Regions from separate parts of the Drosophila melanogaster genome. Here all the other regions are linked to region 2. Evidence: chromatin contacts called from public targeted proximity ligation data. All regions are on one chromosome and are shown on one strand. The core of a region is the stretch at or near the end of the contact, and the rest is flanking DNA. Distances in the headings are between cores, read along the strand shown.

Region 1 (2,931 bases), core at 126-2,625, 420 kb before region 2:
AAGATTCTGTCGGTTCAAGGAATACCCAATATAATATAATATAATATAATAAGATGAAGCTAACGAGCGCACCAAACCCGCATAAACACCCAATGGGTTAACAAGCAAAACTCAACGATTTTTCAATGCTATCTCAGCTGACAAAGGCAAAGTTCTAAGATCGAAATGAATACAAGTGAACCGATTGCGAGCTCGCAATGAAGTTGCGTTGTATTAAGGATCGAATAACCTTCATTGGTTATCACGAAGGGGTTCCCCTGCGGGCTCATGGGCTCATCTACTCACCTGACGAACGCAAAGTACATGACGGCGAGCACCGAAACAGCCAGCAAGGTGATGGTGTGTGGCTTGTAGAAGAAGTCCAGCGATATGTCGTCCACGGGACGTTCGTTGACGATCACAAATGTCTGGGCGATCTCGTCCTTGCGCTTCCTGCGTGCTCCCGCGCTGCTGACACTGCCATCGCTGCCATCCCGTCGCTTGGTGGGCGTGGCAGGGGCACTGGCCGCGCCTGATTTGTAGGCGGGATGATCCCGCTCAGCATCGCCGGCGGAGGAGAAGGAGGTGTCCAGTAGCGCGTCGCCCGACGAGGTCGGGGTGCCACGTGAATTAGTGCGCTTCTTCATCGCCTAACTACAAATTCGATTATCAAATGTAGGCGGGTGGCGTGATGTGGTTGTTGTTAGGTGGTTGGTGGCTCGGAATCGGTTTGGTGGCTAAGTACATGCGGGGACTGAAGGTTGCGCAACATTCGATTCGATTCCACCAAGACTTGCCACTCGGCTCTCCTCGCAGCGGTTTCTATGGCTCCCGGCTCGAGTGACCTCGATTGCTATGGCGTGGGCACGGCTCCTGGATCCTCGACTCGCGTTCGATCGGCGCACGTTTATTTTATCATTTGCCAGCTACCGTCCGTTGTTGTCAATTAACATGCTGCGCGCGGCTTGGACCAATAAAAATCGACACTTGCCGGCGGTGGTGTTGCCGGAGGGTTGAAATGTGTGACTTGATAACAGGGGCGTTGCCAGATGAATAGCGGAACGTTGGGGGTGATCCAGGTATCTTATGATGACAAATATTTTGTATATTTTCAGATCGTATTCGAAAAGCAGTCATCACCCTACTTTATAACAAGATTATATTGTCACTATTTTAGAGTTATATAGCGTTAGTTATATAACTTAGTTCTTTACCTTATTTTTTCTATATAATAACTTTCTAGGCAGCATTTATGGCATTCCCGAGGATAAAATGATTTTTTGTTTACAAACAGTCAAATAATAATGAGGTCACGCATAACATTATTCAGATTGGATATTTCAACATAGTGGAATCCTGGAACACCCCTAATGCTATGACTGTAGCCCTGAACAGCTGATTGCACTTGTTGACTAAAACGCAATCCACGACTTTGCATTGGTTTCGGAATAAATTGCTTTTAAATCGCTTTATAATGCTGGACAAGGTTAAAAATGTTATCGTAGTGCTATCAGGCAAGGGCGGAGTAGGAAAATCCACAGTGAGCACCCAATTATCGCTGGCACTGCGAAAAAACGGATTTAAGGTAAGCCAAACCATTTCACCACAAAAACATTACCGATGAATTTTGAATGGTACTCATATGAACAATCTATTAGGTTGGTCTGCTCGATATAGATCTGTGTGGACCGAGTGTGCCATATCTATTGGGTCTGGAAGGACGGGATATCTTCCAGTGCGACGATGGATGGGTTCCTGTCTATACAGATGAATCCCAAACCTTGGCGGTGATGTCCATTGGATTTTTATTGAAGAACCGTGAGGATCCGGTCATTTGGCGTGGTCCCAAAAAGACCATGATGATCCGGCAGTTCCTCACCGACGTCAGGTGGGATGAGCTGGATTACCTAATTATCGATACGCCACCCGGCACTTCGGATGAGCACATCACCGTAATGGAGTGCCTGAAGGAGGTTGGTTGCCACGGAGCCATAATTGTGACCACACCGCAGGAGGTGGCCCTGGACGATGTACGCAAGGAGATCACCTTCTGCAAGAAGACCGGCATCAATATCCTGGGCATCGTCGAGAATATGAGTGGGTAAGTTATTTGAGTTTGTTAAGCCGCAAGACAGACAACAAAATAGGATTCATTTTAATTTGTCCTCAAAAAATTGGAACTCCAATGCAATGCAACGAGAACGATATCCATCCCTGACTGAAAAGAGTTTTACAAGCTTCTGATAAGCATTTCTACTGTATTTGATGCTGACTAATTGAAAATGCAAATATACATAGATATTAATTGGACGCCTTTGCGTGTCAAGTTTACGGCAGGGCGACACCTGTGGACTTTAACCAGGTGATAATTATCTCATGTTTGACTAAATTATCTTATATTTGATTGTCACAGGTTCGTGTGCCCCCATTGCACCTCGTGCACCAATATATTCTCGTCAAACGGTGGCGTCTCACTGGCCACTTACGCCCAAGTACCACATCTAGGAACTCTGCCCATAGATCCCCGTGTTGGCATTTTGGCGGGCACCACTACGTCCGTCTTGGATGAGCTTCCGGATTCCACGACAGCGGAGGTGCTGACGCATATAGTTGAGAAGTTGAAAACGATGTTGGTCTCCTAAATAAATACCAACATAACAATTTTGTAAATATGATAGCTTGTTTCATTATTCAGTTTATGAATATAACCATTTTCTTCAGGAAACGATTTAATTTGCCATGGTATTTAATTGGTAAACTTAAATAGGGACTCCCATTGTTAAACACATTTTAGCTTTTGTTTAGCTTTGGTTTCTTTTTCTTTATTTTTGTATGCTTTGGAATGAATGTAGTTGATGAGTTTTGGGTATAATAATTTAAAATTATATGAGTGCGAGCGTTTGATATGTAATCACTCTAATGCAACAATTCTGCGTGTGCAGTAATTATAAT
Region 2 (3,150 bases), core at 576-3,075:
CTCGAAGTTGGGCAATTGAGTTGCAAATTGAGAAGCCGGAAGGTGGTGAAGGGCAAGGGGATTACATGGATATTTTTGAGGATGCTGCAGCTGATTCAATTATGAGCTCTTAACTCTATTGCCAGCGGCTCGAATCACTAATATTATGAAATTTGTAAGCCTTAGTTAGGGAGCTGTAACAGTTGAAGGTATAACTACAGCAGTAGGGTTCATTTAACAAAAATCGAACTATATAAAGAAATGTTGGAAGAAAACTTTGAGGAATCTGTATATGCAACTGATTAAAAATATGTGCACTATTTTCTTATGGCGTCGTTTCATTTAAAGTTTTTAAAATATGATAATCCTAGAAGGTGGACACATAGTTCGAATTTCAAGGGTTCTAAAAATAGCCTGTTCGCATAAAACCCTGCCAAAAAGTGTTTGCAATGCAATAGGAGGCTAACTAAGGCCATTCCCACGGACCTCAACTATTTGTTATCTGTGATGCAACTGACAAGGTTTTCCACTGGACGAGTCCATTGAGATTCACCTCCATGAGATCCCCCCTCGCAGCGCACACCTTGGTAATATTAGCACACAATATTTTATTACACAAAAATTTATGCAAAAATCAAGAGTAAGAAGAGAACAATAATAAATGGGCAGAGCAGACAGGGCTCAGAACCCTGACAGGCCCTGGAATCAGGCAACTGAAAGCTTTGGCGACGCTCTGCCGACGGCAAACCAAGAAATTCAGGAACGGTTGACTGGATCTTCGGTAATCGAAACTGGGAATACTCTTGTGGGAATTGGAAAGTATTGGTGATTTTCAAAAATATATTCCAAGTGCCTAATGGTATGATTTTAGGATTTTAATAATGTCTCGATAATGCGAGCCGATCTTTGAACATCAACTTTAACAGAATTACATTCTCTTGTCCTTAAATCAATCAAATATAAGCTTAATTGTAAAAAAAAAAAACAAATAAATTCAGGATCATATTTCCATTTTTGAAACAAACCACTAAGCTAGGCACTACCTCTACATAAACTTCTGCACAATTTCTAAAGCAATCAAGTCCTTAGTTCCAAATGAATTCCCCGTGATACCGATCCCCATCCAATCACCAATCGTAGGGTATATCCTTTTAAAACGCTTCCTCGCCGAAATTTGTGTTCAATTATGATACCCCCTATTAGGGTATAAAAGCGCAAAAAGCCAAGCACCGAAACTGTTTTATATGCAAGGCAAGGGCGTAAAAGGTTTTTTTAACGGCCAAAGCCGCAGCTGCAAAACTCAAGTCGCCGGCGTTGATTTATGAAAGTGCACGAGTCGACGTCGATCGGGATCGGAATCAAAGGGGGATAATGCAAATTGCCTGGCCTTTGCAGCTTTGCAACTTATGCAGATCAGTGCGGAGCACACACGTTTGACAGTTTCGCAGCGCTAACAACACCCACGCAAGCTGGATTATGTCGCCCACTCGAACTCGCAACTCACTTGGATGCCCGGATATCCGTAGGCGCTCTGGTAGAGCAGTAGGGTCATATAGACGACGGCGACGGCTAACATCATGGCTTGCAGGATTCGCTTAAAACGTTGCGGTGGCGAGAGCACAGTCAGGCTCATCATACGGTTACGGACCACTACGCGCACATTGAAGCACCGCCGATTTGATCACTGGGTAGGTTTTATATTCCAATATTAGCTGGTTCTTTTCCTGGATCGTATGAATTCTGCTCGATTTCTGAAATTACGATATCTTTTAAGTTTATTTCGATTTCGATATCGCAGCACGCGCGCACTGACGTCTTGCTTGTGGCAAGCTTGAAAAGCAACTGATTGTGGTAGCGCGATCTACTCTTCTCTTCTTCCAGCGAAAATCGTAAACAAAACAAAAACCAGAAAGACCAGTAAGCGGTGAGAGTAGCGAGAGAGAAAGAGAGAGAGAGAATTCCCTTTGAGCTGGTCCAATTGGAAACGTTAGCTGCTCCAATGGGAGCAGCTGGCGCTCTCTCTTCGATCGCGCTCGCTCTCATCCTCTCTCTTTAGCTTGTGCCACAGTAGCTGCCGAAGGCAATTTTCATGTGCTCGTGTGTCGACCCCCACTCAGCCCACTTCTGATCGGAATCGGGGATTCGGAATCGTGTAAGGCAGCCTTTGAAGGTCCCTTTTCCAGGTGGCGGCCGTATCCTTAAAGTAAACATAGTTCAACTGACTTGGCAGCGCTCCAAATGCGGTGACTTCTTGGCTATGTCATATATACCCCCACTCCCCTCCTGACTACCCTGCCACGCCCCACCGCCCACCGTCGGCGACGACAATTCCATTAAAAGTTGTACGTTGTCACTTTGCGTTAACTTATCTGTGGAGCATGTTGTGCGATCGCATTTTTATTGTCGCCATTGTCTCTCGCTCTCTCCATCGCTCTTTCGCCTGGCTTCCCTACCCTGCCCACACAGGGAAGCCTACACACTCTTAAATCATGCACTTGGAACAAAAAGTGCAAGCATTAAACTTTATTTAAACATTCAAGAGCCGCTCCTCTATTTACCATTGAAATTTTATTTCAAATAGAGAGGTCTTTTCAGATTATATTATACCTTTAAGTGGCTTAGAAATAGTTAGACAGTGTATTTATGGATAAGTAATTAATTTAACTAAAAAATACAAACAGAAGAATTCTTTTACAATAATTTCAAACTACTAATTTCTACATCCCTTTCTCGCTCCGTGCATCAAATGCATCCACATCTCACGTGCGTCGGCAGCGTTCTGCGACGTTTCTTTGTCGCTCGGTTTTTGTGTAGCACTTGGCCTGCTCCCCACTTGACAATGCTTTGCATGCCAGGCACCATCCAGCAGTATCTTCCCGTTCCTCCTCCTCTTGCTGCTCTCAGCCCATTCAGCTCGATCCCATTCCATCCCAATCCGAATCCCATCCTACTCCTCACCAGCTTGTCATATTCCATGTTTGTGGCGGCGACAAAAGCTTTTGCGGACACCTCTGCCCGCGTCGACTGCGCTGCCCGCACAATCAGCAACTCGGCATCTTGTTCGCTGTCCCTTTGTGCGCCTTTCGCCTGAATTGCATTAAGCAGAGTCGGCGGAGCACTGCAAGAAAATAGTGAATTCGTATTTAATTCGGTAAGAGAACAGCATAAAAA
Region 3 (3,251 bases), core at 168-2,667, 330 kb before region 2:
GCACTTGACTTACATTGATTCTGTTATATAGTCGTAAAGTTTATTTGCCTTGCCCTTGCATGGTTGTTGTTGTTGATCTAGCCATGTTTTATGGCCACACTAAAAAGTGCACTGGTCAACAAAGATCGGCCAGAGAAAACTTTCTCACAAAACCGTAGCTGGGGGCTATAGCTCCTACTGGGCTGTCGTATAAGTGTCATATAGGGGAGTGTGTATATGGTTTGTATAATTAAATCATACAAACCCCGCCGACAGTCGTAGACAGTTCGTCAGTTAGTCGGATTGTCAAGCGTTATCTGGCGTCGCCATCTTCATCTTGATTTTTTTTGTTTTATGAATTCTATTCGTTAATGAAATTCACATGTTCCCCATCTACAACTCCGAAGCCCCATCTCTATCCCCATTTTTATGTCCGCATGATGGATGTGTCTCAAAAAAGCCCGTTCGTTCCGTTTCTTCTATATTTTTTTTTGAGGGCGCCATTGAACCTTTGAACTTACCTGCTTTTACTGACCGATCAGCCTATCAAGTTAATCCAATTTATTTGCTTAGTGTTTCTATTTCGTTGCGCACTTAAGGTCTGCGTCTCCTAACATTGTGAACTTTCCGTTTAAGGTTTTGTGTATTTTCGTGTATTTGCTTGCTATTATTTTTTGTTCACCTTGCGCCAATAAAACGTCACTTGAGCGTATAGAGTTGTTGCTGTTTTTGCTCAAATTGCACTTGACTTTTAGAACTTTAGGCGAGCGTGAAGCATGTTTAATATATATCTTTTGGGTTGTTTGAGTATGTGTGTTTTTGCATATAGCAGGGTGTACATATATCACAAGGAGGCAATATTTTGTATAATTTTTATTGTAATACAAAGTTTTAAAGTTTTGCAGTATGGTTAAATTTTAATTTAGCTAGAGATATTTCCGTGGGACTTTATTTGGTGCTGTTTTTACGCCTTCTGTGTTTTGAATGCGAGTTTTTATGGAGTGACCACACCTTTGTGTGAGGGCACTCCTGGCTGCGCACGCGCACTTGCCGTAAATTTCTTTATTTCCGCTTTCGTTTGCCGCTTTTGAGTTTTTTTGCAGTGACGTGTTACAGACTGAACTCTACTATTTCAGTTGGCACTACATATACATATTCGTAGTATTGTTACAATTCATTTTATTTAACTGAGTAATTTTTTGATCTTAATTTGCATGTGTTGATTTTTAGCGGCGGCCAAAACAACGTAACGCCTGGGACGTAAGACGAAGACGACGCAACGACGACGGCGACGTGCGATCGAGCGTGCGAGCAAGAAGCGCGAGCTATCACTAAAGACTGATGTTAAGCAGTTCTGCAAAGTGCTCACACCGCTGCGACTCGGCGACTCAGATGCTTTGCAATATCATCCGACGAACGCTCGGTAGCACACTGAGCTGAGACTTCGGCTACCAGAGAAGTAGCAACAACAATATCTCTGGCCGGGGAGATGATACTACTATAAACAAAAACTACAAACTGGTCGAAGAAGCAGTAACAGAAACCGAAACAAAAACAAAAGACTGCAAAAGCGACAAACTCGAGCCCAGCTGGGGTGCGATTGTGTGTGTGAGGAAGAAGACGATTCCGATTCTCTCTAACGGTGATACACCCGAACTCTCAACCCCCAACCGAAAGACAACCAGGGAGAGAGAGAGCGAGAGTGAGACTTAAAAGAGCGACTTTGACTCAAATTGCCTGTCTGTGTGAGCCGCTGTTTGAGTGATGTTAACTCAAATCCGAGTCGATTCGGCTATTGAGTTGTATTCACAGATCAAGCTGAAACTGAGTAAATGCATATGAACATATATTAAAAACGTATAATTACTAACATAAATACGAACTATAACTATAGAAAAGGCACCAACAAATTTAGAAAAAAATGCATGTCGTGTTTGCAATATATATATAAATTGCACAGTTTATTTCTCGGTTAAGATATAATAATAAATTCCTAGTAACTGCGAACAAATATAAGTCGTTTAAGATGTAATCTAAGTCTATTTAGCGTGTTGTTTAATTTGACCAATCTTAAGTATTTCCTTTTTCTTTTTTCTACTTTATTTATAATCAATTTTATTCGTTAGATAAATATAATATAATTTAATAAATTTAACGATTGTTAAGGAACATAGTTTTGTTGATTTAGTGTCCAATGTTATATAACTGGGGAATATTTATGGCAAGCTGATCAAATGTGGTATATAGTAAATTAACAATATAACATACTTGATTAGTTCAAAAAAATAAGATACAATACAATATACAATATTTGCCTCCAAATACATCATTATTTTTCCAGTTGCTCACTTTGAATATTGCACTCGATTGTTTTTCTCAATCGCTCACCATTTTGTGCGGCTTTTGAGTGCTTCACTCACAGGGCACACACTCTCGTGAATATATCTACTCGAAGAATTCGTTACCACATTTGATTGGCTCGATTAACACAATCGGAGCACCGTTATATCCAGTATACTCACACAGACAACCGGTAAAGAGAGCGGCGTGCTCATGAGAGCGGAATCCACTAACACCAGCGCAAAACGGGATCGTGCTGCAGTCGTCGTCGGGTGTTTTAGATAAACGAGCCGATCCCGTTTGCCGTGGGCGAAAACGAGACCGGACTATAAGGCCATCTCCCGTGCATCGGGCGAGTTATATACCCGGCATATATGTTCTCGTTTCGCTGACCAATGCAGAGCAGCTGGCTGAGAGCTACCCATGCAAACGAGAGCGATCAATGAGAGCGATCACTCACACAGACGCATCCATCGAAATCGTATTAGCGGCTTGCCAGTGGGCGTGGTCTATCGATCGGGGAGTTTTAACCCACCACCCACCTCCCCTGAACTCAACAAAAGTCCATCGAACATTGCCCACTTCCAGCGATCTCGACTGAAAGTGCGAATGAGAGGGACTAAGTGTCTCCGAAAGAGAGGGGAGTACGTAAGACTCGAGTGATGGAGTTTTTCTAACGGTCTGCATCTAATTCCTCTTTTTTTTTGCATCTTCCACTAGTTTTTTCGCCCGTTTGGCAGTTGTCAAGCTGTCATAGTTTCGATCATTAAATGCGATATCTGTTGATAGCCATAAGACATTTTACGATATTACTAACATTGTTAGCTGGCGCCCCCTAGTGCGAAAGAGAGACAAACTCGCCGATCCGCAAGTTTCCAGATGCCGTCCGCGGGATTAATGTATCATAAATAGCTTAGTTTCTGGAATTTATA

The links.
Region 1: a contact with region 2 is called in a targeted proximity ligation map of the Kc167 cell line, with 4 times the contacts expected there. A contact is called at or near these places in 1 of 107 Hi-C or Micro-C datasets (the Kc167 cell line) and 1 of 7 datasets of targeted methods (the Kc167 cell line).
Region 3: a contact with region 2 is called in a targeted proximity ligation map of the S2 cell line, with 6 times the contacts expected there. A contact is called at or near these places in 1 of 107 Hi-C or Micro-C datasets (embryo) and 4 of 7 datasets of targeted methods (the Kc167 cell line and the S2 cell line).

Annotation. Positions count from the first base shown.
Region 1 is chr3L:20,525,201-20,528,131 of dm6, forward strand. Nubp2 (NUBP iron-sulfur cluster assembly factor 2) reads left to right here and starts at 1,376. Exons shown (of 3, transcript NM_140986.3): 1 at 1,376-1,564; 2 at 1,638-2,080; 3 at 2,393-2,710. The coding sequence starts at 1,454. The coding sequence ends at 2,621. Pss (Phosphatidylserine synthase) reads right to left here and starts at 974. Exons shown (of 6, transcript NM_001275189.1): 1 at 286-974. The coding sequence starts at 626. Rcd2 (Reduction in Cnn dots 2) reads right to left here. Exons shown (of 3, transcript NM_140987.3): 3 at 2,772-2,931.
Region 2 is chr3L:20,947,687-20,950,836 of dm6, forward strand. fng (fringe) reads right to left here and starts at 1,826. Exons shown (of 7, transcript NM_079467.3): 1 at 1,484-1,826. The coding sequence starts at 1,615. It overlaps lncRNA:CR45243 (long non-coding RNA:CR45243), which reads right to left and starts at 3,097. Exons shown (of 1, transcript NR_125030.1): 1 at 2,673-3,097.
Region 3 is chr3L:20,619,242-20,622,492 of dm6, forward strand. knrl (knirps-like) reads right to left here and starts at 1,418. Exons shown (of 4, transcript NM_176374.2): 1 at 501-1,418.